2 separate regions of the Hordeum vulgare genome follow, and region 1 is linked to region 2. The links are chromatin contacts, called in public Hi-C maps. All regions are on one chromosome and are shown on one strand. Each heading gives the region's core, a stretch centred on a gene start, on an enhancer-like site or on the middle of the called end of the contact. The rest is flanking DNA. Distances are from core to core; before and after follow the strand shown. Region 1 has its middle 150 kb from the start of LOC123446642. Region 2 holds the start of LOC123449002 (trifunctional UDP-glucose 4,6-dehydratase/UDP-4-keto-6-deoxy-D-glucose 3,5-epimerase/UDP-4-keto-L-rhamnose-reductase RHM1-like).

Region 1 (4,365 bases), core at 1,669-4,168, 440 kb after region 2:
GTAACCGTGTGTCTATAACATCAGAGAATCGGAGGTATCACCCTCAATGGATTCCACTCAATGTAACCATCAAGGTGACGAGGGAGGAATCACCCTCGATGGTCCACGCTTGAGGGGTTGCACGATAGAGTCGTTATCGAAAGTGGTGAAGGAGAAATCCGTAATCCACCTTCGATTAACTACACTAGAGAGCTAACATCCGGAGTACGTAACGAGATGTCACCCTCGGTACTCGATAGTATCTTTGTAGAGTCGTACAACTAAGGGGTGTGTAGTGATGTGACGGGTCATGGCTCGTCGATGAGTTGATCGACTCTTTGGTGATAAAGCAGGGTTAACTGGGGCTAGTGGGGTCACTCTGGATCACTAAGCACCTATACTAAGCATTGAAAATGCAGTAGGTGCAGTAGCAGTTTAACAAAAACACGCTATGCATCATAATAGGAGCTATCTACAACAGTAGCAAAATCTAATTCAAGCATGAGGGAGAAAGAATGGGCGGTATTGGGAGGATCAAGGGGGGTTGCTTGCCTTGTTGCTCTGTTGCCCAAGGCTGGTTGTCAAGGGGGTAGTCTTACCCGGCAGCAGCATGAGCTTCATCGTCTACCGGAGAAAGAGGGGGAAGAAACAATAAATAAAGGCAAGCAGGTGCATCATGATGCATGACTTGGCAATATGCAGTGCTAGGCATGAGCTAACGCAGTACTACACGTCATGGACGGAGCGGAAAATATGTGACGATATTTCTCGGATCTCGGGCTACTACGTTAGAGATGATCCTAACGCCAAATGCCCATGTTCATCATGCTAGGAGCATGTGACACATGAACGGACATCATATTCGAGTTCGTGGGATTTTCCGGATCAACTTTTATATATAAATTATTTTCATCTTACTTACAAATTAATTTATATTAATTATCAAAGTTTTATTAATATTTTGAAATTTATAGATTTAATTTAACTAAGAAAAATATTTTATTGCATCAGCATGACATCATGCTCGAGTGAGTAGTCGACATGGGAGCTGACTAGTCAAACCTGACCAGTGGGCCCCACCTGTCATAGACAGTGGGTTAATCAATAATTATTTATAAGTGAAACATATTTAATTAGAGGAGGGACCCACATGGGAGCGACTATCTAACTTAAACTAATTATTTTAGATTAAAACTTAAGTAAAAATGACCCTAGGCCCACATGTCAGTGGCCCGGGGTGTGTGGCCCACTCGTAGCGGCTGGGGCTGCCCAGTCAACCAGTTGACCAGGTCAACTGGCCAGGGCCCGCGAGGCCCCCTGGCCAGTGACCTAGAGGGGCCACCTGGGTGACCAGGTCATCATCGGCGACTCGAGTAACTCCGACGAGCCGTGCCGCGACGAAACTTCGCCGGACTGGGTCGGAAATTTGGTACGGTCCACCTAATCGTGTGCAGAGTAGATCTACGAGTTCCCAACGCTCGCGTGCATCCGACAGTGGGGGTCGTGGTTGTTGTGGCAGTCGGTAGGGGCGCCGGCGAGGGGCCGTGGAGGCGGCGAGGCGCGAACACGAGAATCGACAGTGTTGCGACGCGAGGTAGATGGCTCCGTGGCACGAATGGCATTGCGACGAGGCCCTGCGCACGTAGGTGTGCTTGGTGGATGTCGTGGGTGGCGAGAGTAGCGACCACTACATCGATCGAGCAACAGATAGCGGTAGTGCATGACGAGGAGCTAGCTATGGCACACAGGAGGGAGCAAGGGGAGGTGGAGGAGAACTCGGGCTCACAACGGAGCTTGAGGGGGTACTTGGGGAGGCCGGGGCTGGCCGGACACGGACGAATCGATGTGATGAACGGCGAAGATCAGCGGTGGCCGAAGTAGGAAGCGACTCGATTCTGGCGAAGGAGCAGCGGCTGTCGACGGTCCCTCTAGGCACGCTCCTAGTCAGCGAGGAGCACGGTGGCCGCGTTGGAGAACTTGGCCATGGCGACGGCTGCGGCTGCACGATGCAGGGGCGAAAGCGAGCGAGGGAGAGGGGGGATGGGGGCAACGGGCACTAGGACAACGTCCGACCAACGACAGGATGTGTCCGTCGCGACTCCATCGCGTTGGCTCAATGAGCGCTCGGGTCCTCTTGGGCCGGATCATCGCGACGGTCGAAAAATCTCCACTTCCCCATCACCGGTCGGACAGACCGTGAGTCCCACCAGAAACGGGTTGCCCGTCGTGGGAAGAAGAGGATAATTGTCGTCGGGGCCCGTATCACGGAGGAAATGGCGGCGGCGCGGGTGGCCGCACAGGAGGCAGCCATCCGTGCCCACATTTCGAAGAAACAACAGCGGAGGAACATGTGTGCCCTCGCCCTAGAGCAGAATCGAGCAGTCCATGAAATGGCGAGACTGCCACTCAAGGTGGAGAAGGAGGTTGGCGACGGCGAGGACAGCTCCGGCGATGAGCACATCCAGCTCGATCCGTACTGCGTCTTCGACCGGTACTTCCGCGAGAAGGACGACAAGGACTCTGAAAAGAGGAAGGGTAGCCATAGATGATGTCCACCATAGCCAAAGATGCTAAATTTTGATAGTCCGATTGCATGTTAGTAGTGATGGAGTAGTCGAACGATGTGTACAATGTATCGACGTAATAGTTTCATAAATTTATATGGATTTGAAATATCATATTTGAGGTGTCCGTTTGTAGAATGCATTATTTAAGACGTGATCGGTCGCATCTGGACGTGTTCGTGAATGTTTGATGGGGCGGATTTACATGTTGCGGTTATAGATGCTTTAAAGTCAAGATATGTTTCATTCAGTGTACAAGGTTTTCTTTTTGGGGGGAGGTAATTTGAGTGTATAGGTGTGCCGGTGAGCATGTACGGCTCCCAGTGCTAACCCACGTGTGACGACCCTCCTCCGACGTGCTCTCCTCGCTCGGTGTCGCCGGGCCGTCGGTGGAGCCGGCCGTTTCCTGACGTAACAAGCTGTCTGGTAGGAACCCTCCTCCCAAGACGATGGATTCCATCTCTTTCTTCTCTTTTGCCGCTAGCAACTTCGCGTGCGCGGTCGCTGTTCCTCACGCGCCAAACGCAACACGACCGCTAGCCGCTAGCACAAGCACAAGCCAAACAAGCCCTGGTGTGGTGTGGACGGTACTTGCTCCCTCGTCATATTCTTTATGCATCGTCTTCGTCAATGTTTATATGCGTGGCAACGTAGAGCACAGTTCATTCCAATATCCGGTTAGTTTGTTTGGCACTCGTGCAACTTGCGCTTTAGCCGGATCGTGCTCTTGTGCCGAACCAGAGATATAACAAAAAGAAGTATGACCATTGTTTATTTTTTTTAACAGTATGGCTGGAATTGGTGCAGCGTGCGGGGGGTAAGACTAGGCCATATGCCCCAGTTCGATGTAACTGTCTGTGCCCTCATTTTTGTTTTACTTAGAAATTACGTCAAGATTCTCAAAAAAAAAACAAGGAAGCACCTCAAATCAAATACTAATAAAAAGAAAAAGAAAAAAAGAATGGTTCGGGTGGGTTTCGACGAGAGATCTACTGCTACTTCGCTCGCGTGAAACAACCGGACCAAAGCAGGTTCTCATTAATGTATCAGGGCAATCCTTTATACTCCCTTCGTTCCGGTTTATAATTCAATCTTACAAAAATCAAATAACTTCAGAACACTTCGGAGCGATGCATTATTTTTTATCTCGTTTCTTATTTTTTGACATGAATAAAAGAATCAACCAACAAAAGGCGTAGGGCGTATACGTTTTTAATGACTTGGACTAACTAACACCGCATGCATTGGTCAATTCATTGCATGTCATGGTATTAATTAGTAAATTAACATTATTTTTTTGCTTTCCTATTTGTCTTGGTCGCGGTGCACAACCTAAGATGACTTGTACACGGAACGGAGGGAGTATAATATATAAACGCGGGGTCAAAATTACATGACATCTAAAGAAATGTTTGAACATTGGAGAAAAAACATTGTAAAGACGAAATGACATGGCATTTAAAGAAATGTGTAAACATTGTTAAAAAACATGACGTAATAAAGGGATGACAAAGTTTATGTTTTTATTTAATAAGAACTCACCACACATATGTATATTATCACAGAAAGAGTGAGGTCATTCTGATTGACCAGTCAAAAATTTATCCCACGGAGAGACCAGCAAACTAACGCTGCCTATTTGCTTCACACGCATTGGTCATTTTTGTATAAATAAGAAACATTTTTACACACGTTTAACATTTTGGAAATACATGATTAACATTTTTCTAAATATATATATTTATGTCTATTTTTGAAAACTAACATGTATTTTTGCAAATACCCGTTGAACATTTTTGGTATGGTATGAAACATTTGTTTT
Region 2 (4,454 bases), core at 1,895-4,394:
AATGAACATATCCACCACTACATAGAACATCTGGTAATACTCAAGTGAAACATAATGCGTAACAAAAAATCGTAAATATGTATGCCTGCTGCTATACCACAATAGAATTGGCCACAGCTGCCACCGTGAAATATATTAGCTAATTAGAAATAGCTTCTAGCAGACCTGTGTCACATGAATCTTCAATTAGTAGAAACCTTCCTGTTTGGCTCAAAGACATTCTTGATCAAAGATTCCTTAATGGACAGTAGCTCAGGGAACTCTGACTTCAGCTTTGACGCGTCCATTTCGTTGTTGCTTCTTGGTGCAACTATAACCTTGGCCTGCTCTTCGAGCGTGAAGTTGGTCCACTTGAAGTCCGGGTTGATGTATTCCTTGTACATCTCCAGAATCTCGTTATGACTGACAACCCCAGGGTTGGTGAAATTCCATATGCCCCTACAATCCCGCTTTGCCATCTCTACAGAGATAGGCAAGAGTTCATCTAAAATTGTCATACTGTTAGGAATGTTCACCACCTTGTCATAGCGGGCTATTTTTGTGATGAAGTTCCGAGGATTGCTTAGGTCTGATGATATGGGCATCCTGACTCTAAGAGTACAGACATTATCATAGTCCTTCAATAACTCTTCCACCTGCATTACATGTAGGTACAACACATGAGTTTGTTTCCACGAGAAGCAAAAGGATATGTGTTACACATCATAAAGAAAATATTTGAGCTTACCATGGCTTTGGTTTTGGAGTAAAATGAACCTACAAAGTTGGGCGTGTCCTCCTCTTTAAAACCAATTCCAGACCCTTCAGGGTGTTCAGCATTATACTCAAATATGCAACCAGTAGCATAATTAATCATGAGCAACCCCTGCTCACGACAAACATCAGCAAGATTCAAGGTGCCTACAACATTGGTGCGGATAGTGTCCTGTTTGTGGGTCTCACACCAGTCAACATTTGGCCTTCCAGTGACACCAGCAGCATTGAAAACATGAGTCGGCTTCACGTTTCGAATGTCCTGCAGGAGCTGAGAGCGCTCTTGTAGGCGCCCTTTACCATATTCATAAGGTATGCTTTGCTTCTCACATATCTTCCCGAGTAGACCACCAATCCATCCAGTCTTACCATATATTAAAAATTTGTAGGTGGCCTTCTGAGGGGCACTGCTGGTGCTATTGGAAGTGGCTGCAGCAGCTACTGTGTTACATTCCTTGGCTTCAGCTGGCGAAGAAGCAAGAGATTTGATTTCCTCAGTCCAGTTATGCCTTTCAACTCCAGGCGTCATCAACATCCTTGGATGAGGGAGCAATGCACCGGCAACATCGCCCCAGTACTCAGGATTACTTGTGTACCATTCAATTGTTTTCTTCAAACCCTCTTCCCATGTTGTGCGCTCTGCCCATCCCAACTTCTTCAGTTTCTGATCATCCAGGAAGTACCTCTGGTCATTGAAGGGCCTGTTCTCGACGAACCTGATGACCTTTTCGGTGTCCAAGCCAAATAGCTTGCATATGTCACTCGCCACATCAATTACCCTCCTCTCCTTCACAGTACCGATATTATACACGTGTCCAACCTCTCCTTTGTGAAGAACTACCTCAAAAGCTTCAGCAACATCCTCACAGTACAGATAGCTCCTGACATTAGAGCCATCACCATGAATTGGAAGGGGCAGGCCTTTCATGGCCAAAAGAATAAATTTTGGGATGAGCTTCTCAGGGAACTGATTTGGCCCATACACATTGTTGCCTCGAGTCGTAATCACAGGAAGACCATAAGACCTCCCATAAGCCATCACAAGCATTTCAGCCCCTGCTTTCGTAGCTGAATATGGATTTGTCGGAAGCAACTGCGAGGCCTCATGGTTACCAACCACAGCATCCTCATCAGTTTCTCCATACACCTCATCAGTACTGACGTGAATAAATCTTCTGATCTGGCCAGTAACCTTGCATGCCTCAAGGAGAACATGGGTACCATATATATTGTTCTTTGTGAACTCAAATGAATTGCCGAACGAATTATCCACATGAGTCTGGGCAGCAAAGTGCATGATGGTGTCAATGGACTCAGTGATGAGAAGGTAGTTCACCAGATCAGCACTTGCAATGTCACCCTTGACAAACTTGAAATTTGGTGATGGCCGGGAAGGGTTGAGATTTTTCAGGTTGGAGCAGTAGTCAATCTTGTCAAGGACAACAATCTTGTAGTGAGGATAGCTCCTAATTAGCCGGTTTGCCACATGGGATGCAATGAAACCCGCAGCACCAGTTATGAGGATGTTCTTGGGCTCATAGGTCGCCATCTTGGCCTGCAAATTAATATCCAAACATGCAACGTGTTATTAATTATTCTTACAAACTTATCATTGAAGTTACTAGGAAAACAAGGCAACTCCTGCTAAAACTAAAAGCAGATATACTCGTACCATCAATGAAGAATAGAGAAAACATTATTAACTCCGTAGCCATCAGCAGGCCGTGGAATAGTAAAACAGTAGATAACTGACTAAACTGATACCATAGCCATGAGCAGGCTATGGAGTAGTAAAACAGTAGAGAATTGACTAAACTGACACCACAGCCATCAGCAGGCATAGCAGAACACCCGCCGCACTACAATATCCTGATCATGGCAAATGCAATTTTCACTAGGCGCCCATCAATCTTCCATCATCACGATCCCCAGGTCCAGCGGTGGCAAACACAGTCCAGCGGTGGCAAACACATATACGCAACGTGAAACCACGACCGAACTCTTCGCCGCGGCAAATAACACACGCACGGGAATGGTACACTGCGCAAGTCTGACCGCAAGGTCGCCACCGGAATTCCAGGCGAGGACACGGATCTAGGAGCAGGCAGCGGGGGAGGGGGGGGGGGGGGGGGGGGGCTCACCAGGCAGATCGCGCAGGCGGCGAGGGCGCACCGCGGGCGCGCGGAGGAGATCTGGCGCGCGGCGGCGCCTTGGAGATCGGGAGGGGTCGAAGAAGAATCTTGGAGGGGAGGAGGAGGGAGCAGCGAGCACTCAACTGCACGGCGCCGACGAGTACGGGCGGATGGGGGGCTTAAAAGAGAGTGGGGCGGAAGGAGGATCCTGACCGTTTCGCCGCGTGGTCCGCGCGTCCATTCTCGTTTTCGTTTTCCTTTCCTCCAGCACAGGAGTAGCACAGGCTCTTCTAGACGGGACTTTCCCACCGACCTGACCACCGTGTGATTTGATTTCTACCTCCGTCTGGTTTGCTGGTTTCCTTGGTTAAACTTTGACTTGTGGCTAAATATAATTCTTTTTTAAAGGTTTTATTAGAGGATTACGTAAGGATGTATATAAACATATTTTAGAGTGCAGATCCATTTATTTTGCTTCGTATGTGGTCTCTTAATGAAATCTCTAAAAATACTTGTATTTAGGAACGGAGGAAGTAAAATAAGTAAATATGTTATCATGATCAGATCGGAGAGTGTGGATGAGGAGCTTGTAAAGACAACCCTCCCGTGGAGGATTGACAAATTCCTTTGCAAATATCTTGGTCTTCAACTTAGCATCAAACAGATGAAGAGGTCTGAATGGCATGCAATTGTGGATACCGCGCTTCACATTATGCCTGGTTGGCAGTGAGGGTTGGTCACCAGCCTTGGAAGGCTCGTTCTCGTGAATCAGGTCGTGCAGGCGCGCGCTACCCACCACCTTTTAGTTGGTGAAGCGCCCAATTGGGCTTTGGATCGTGTTGACAAGTGGTGTCGTGCTTTCTTTTGGGCTGGATAGGAGGAGGTACATGGTGGCAAGTGTGTGGTCTCTTGAACTAGAGTATGTCGCCCGAAACACCTTGGTGACTTTGGTGTCATTGACTTATTCAAGCATGGGATTGCTTTGAGGCTCCGCTAGGAGTGGCTCAGGCGCACGGACAGGGACATGCCATGGCAAGGTTTGAACCTAACTGCAGACAAACGTGTGTCCGAGACTTTTGACAGTCTAGTCAGTTGGGATTTAGGAGCGGGCGACAACATCTTGTTCTGGAAAGATAGATGGATTCATGGTGCCACGATCAAGGAGATTGCCCCTCTTGTGGTGGCAAAGGTCAGGACACAAGTTGTCAACCGTCGCAAAGTCAAGGATGCTCTCCTGTCTCAGGCATGGACTAATGACATCGTTGGGGAGTTATGCCCTGAGGGCCTTGCCCAATTCATCTCTCTTTGGGAGATTTTCATGAACGTGCAGCCCGATCCGGAGACGGGGGACAGACCGATCTGGGCTTGGCACAACATTGGTGTATACTCGCCTCTTCAGCGTACAGGATGCTTTATGAGGGAGGAGTCAGGTTTCCCTCTTTCGCTGCCATTTGGAAGTGTTGGAGTCCGCTTGCGAGCAAGATCTTCATGTGGCTGACGGTGCAACACCGCTTGTGGACTTCTGATAGGAGGGTCCGTCATGGATTGCAAGAACACCGTGCTATATGT

The links. Hi-C and Micro-C count contacts between places; a contact is called where the count stands out from the background.
Region 1: a contact with region 2 is called in a Hi-C map of leaf, with 4 times the contacts expected there. The contact joins the enhancer-like site here to the promoter of LOC123449002 in region 2. A contact is called at or near these places in 2 of 6 Hi-C or Micro-C datasets (leaf and seedling).

What each region holds. Positions count from the first base shown.
Region 1 is chr4H:470,160,738-470,165,102 of MorexV3_pseudomolecules_assembly, forward strand. No RefSeq gene overlaps it. Among protein-coding and RNA genes, the nearest start is that of LOC123446642, 150 kb to the right of the region's middle. Within about 2 kb of position 2,919, at least 2 of the 3 cell types and tissues checked have open chromatin away from gene starts, as enhancers often do. A contact at or near this core is called in leaf, where this site is marked.
Region 2 is chr4H:469,716,249-469,720,702 of MorexV3_pseudomolecules_assembly, forward strand. It overlaps LOC123449002 (trifunctional UDP-glucose 4,6-dehydratase/UDP-4-keto-6-deoxy-D-glucose 3,5-epimerase/UDP-4-keto-L-rhamnose-reductase RHM1-like), which reads right to left and starts at 3,145. Exons shown (of 3, transcript XM_045126061.1): 1 at 2,895-3,145; 2 at 728-2,308; 3 at 1-635. The coding sequence starts at 2,302. The coding sequence ends at 183.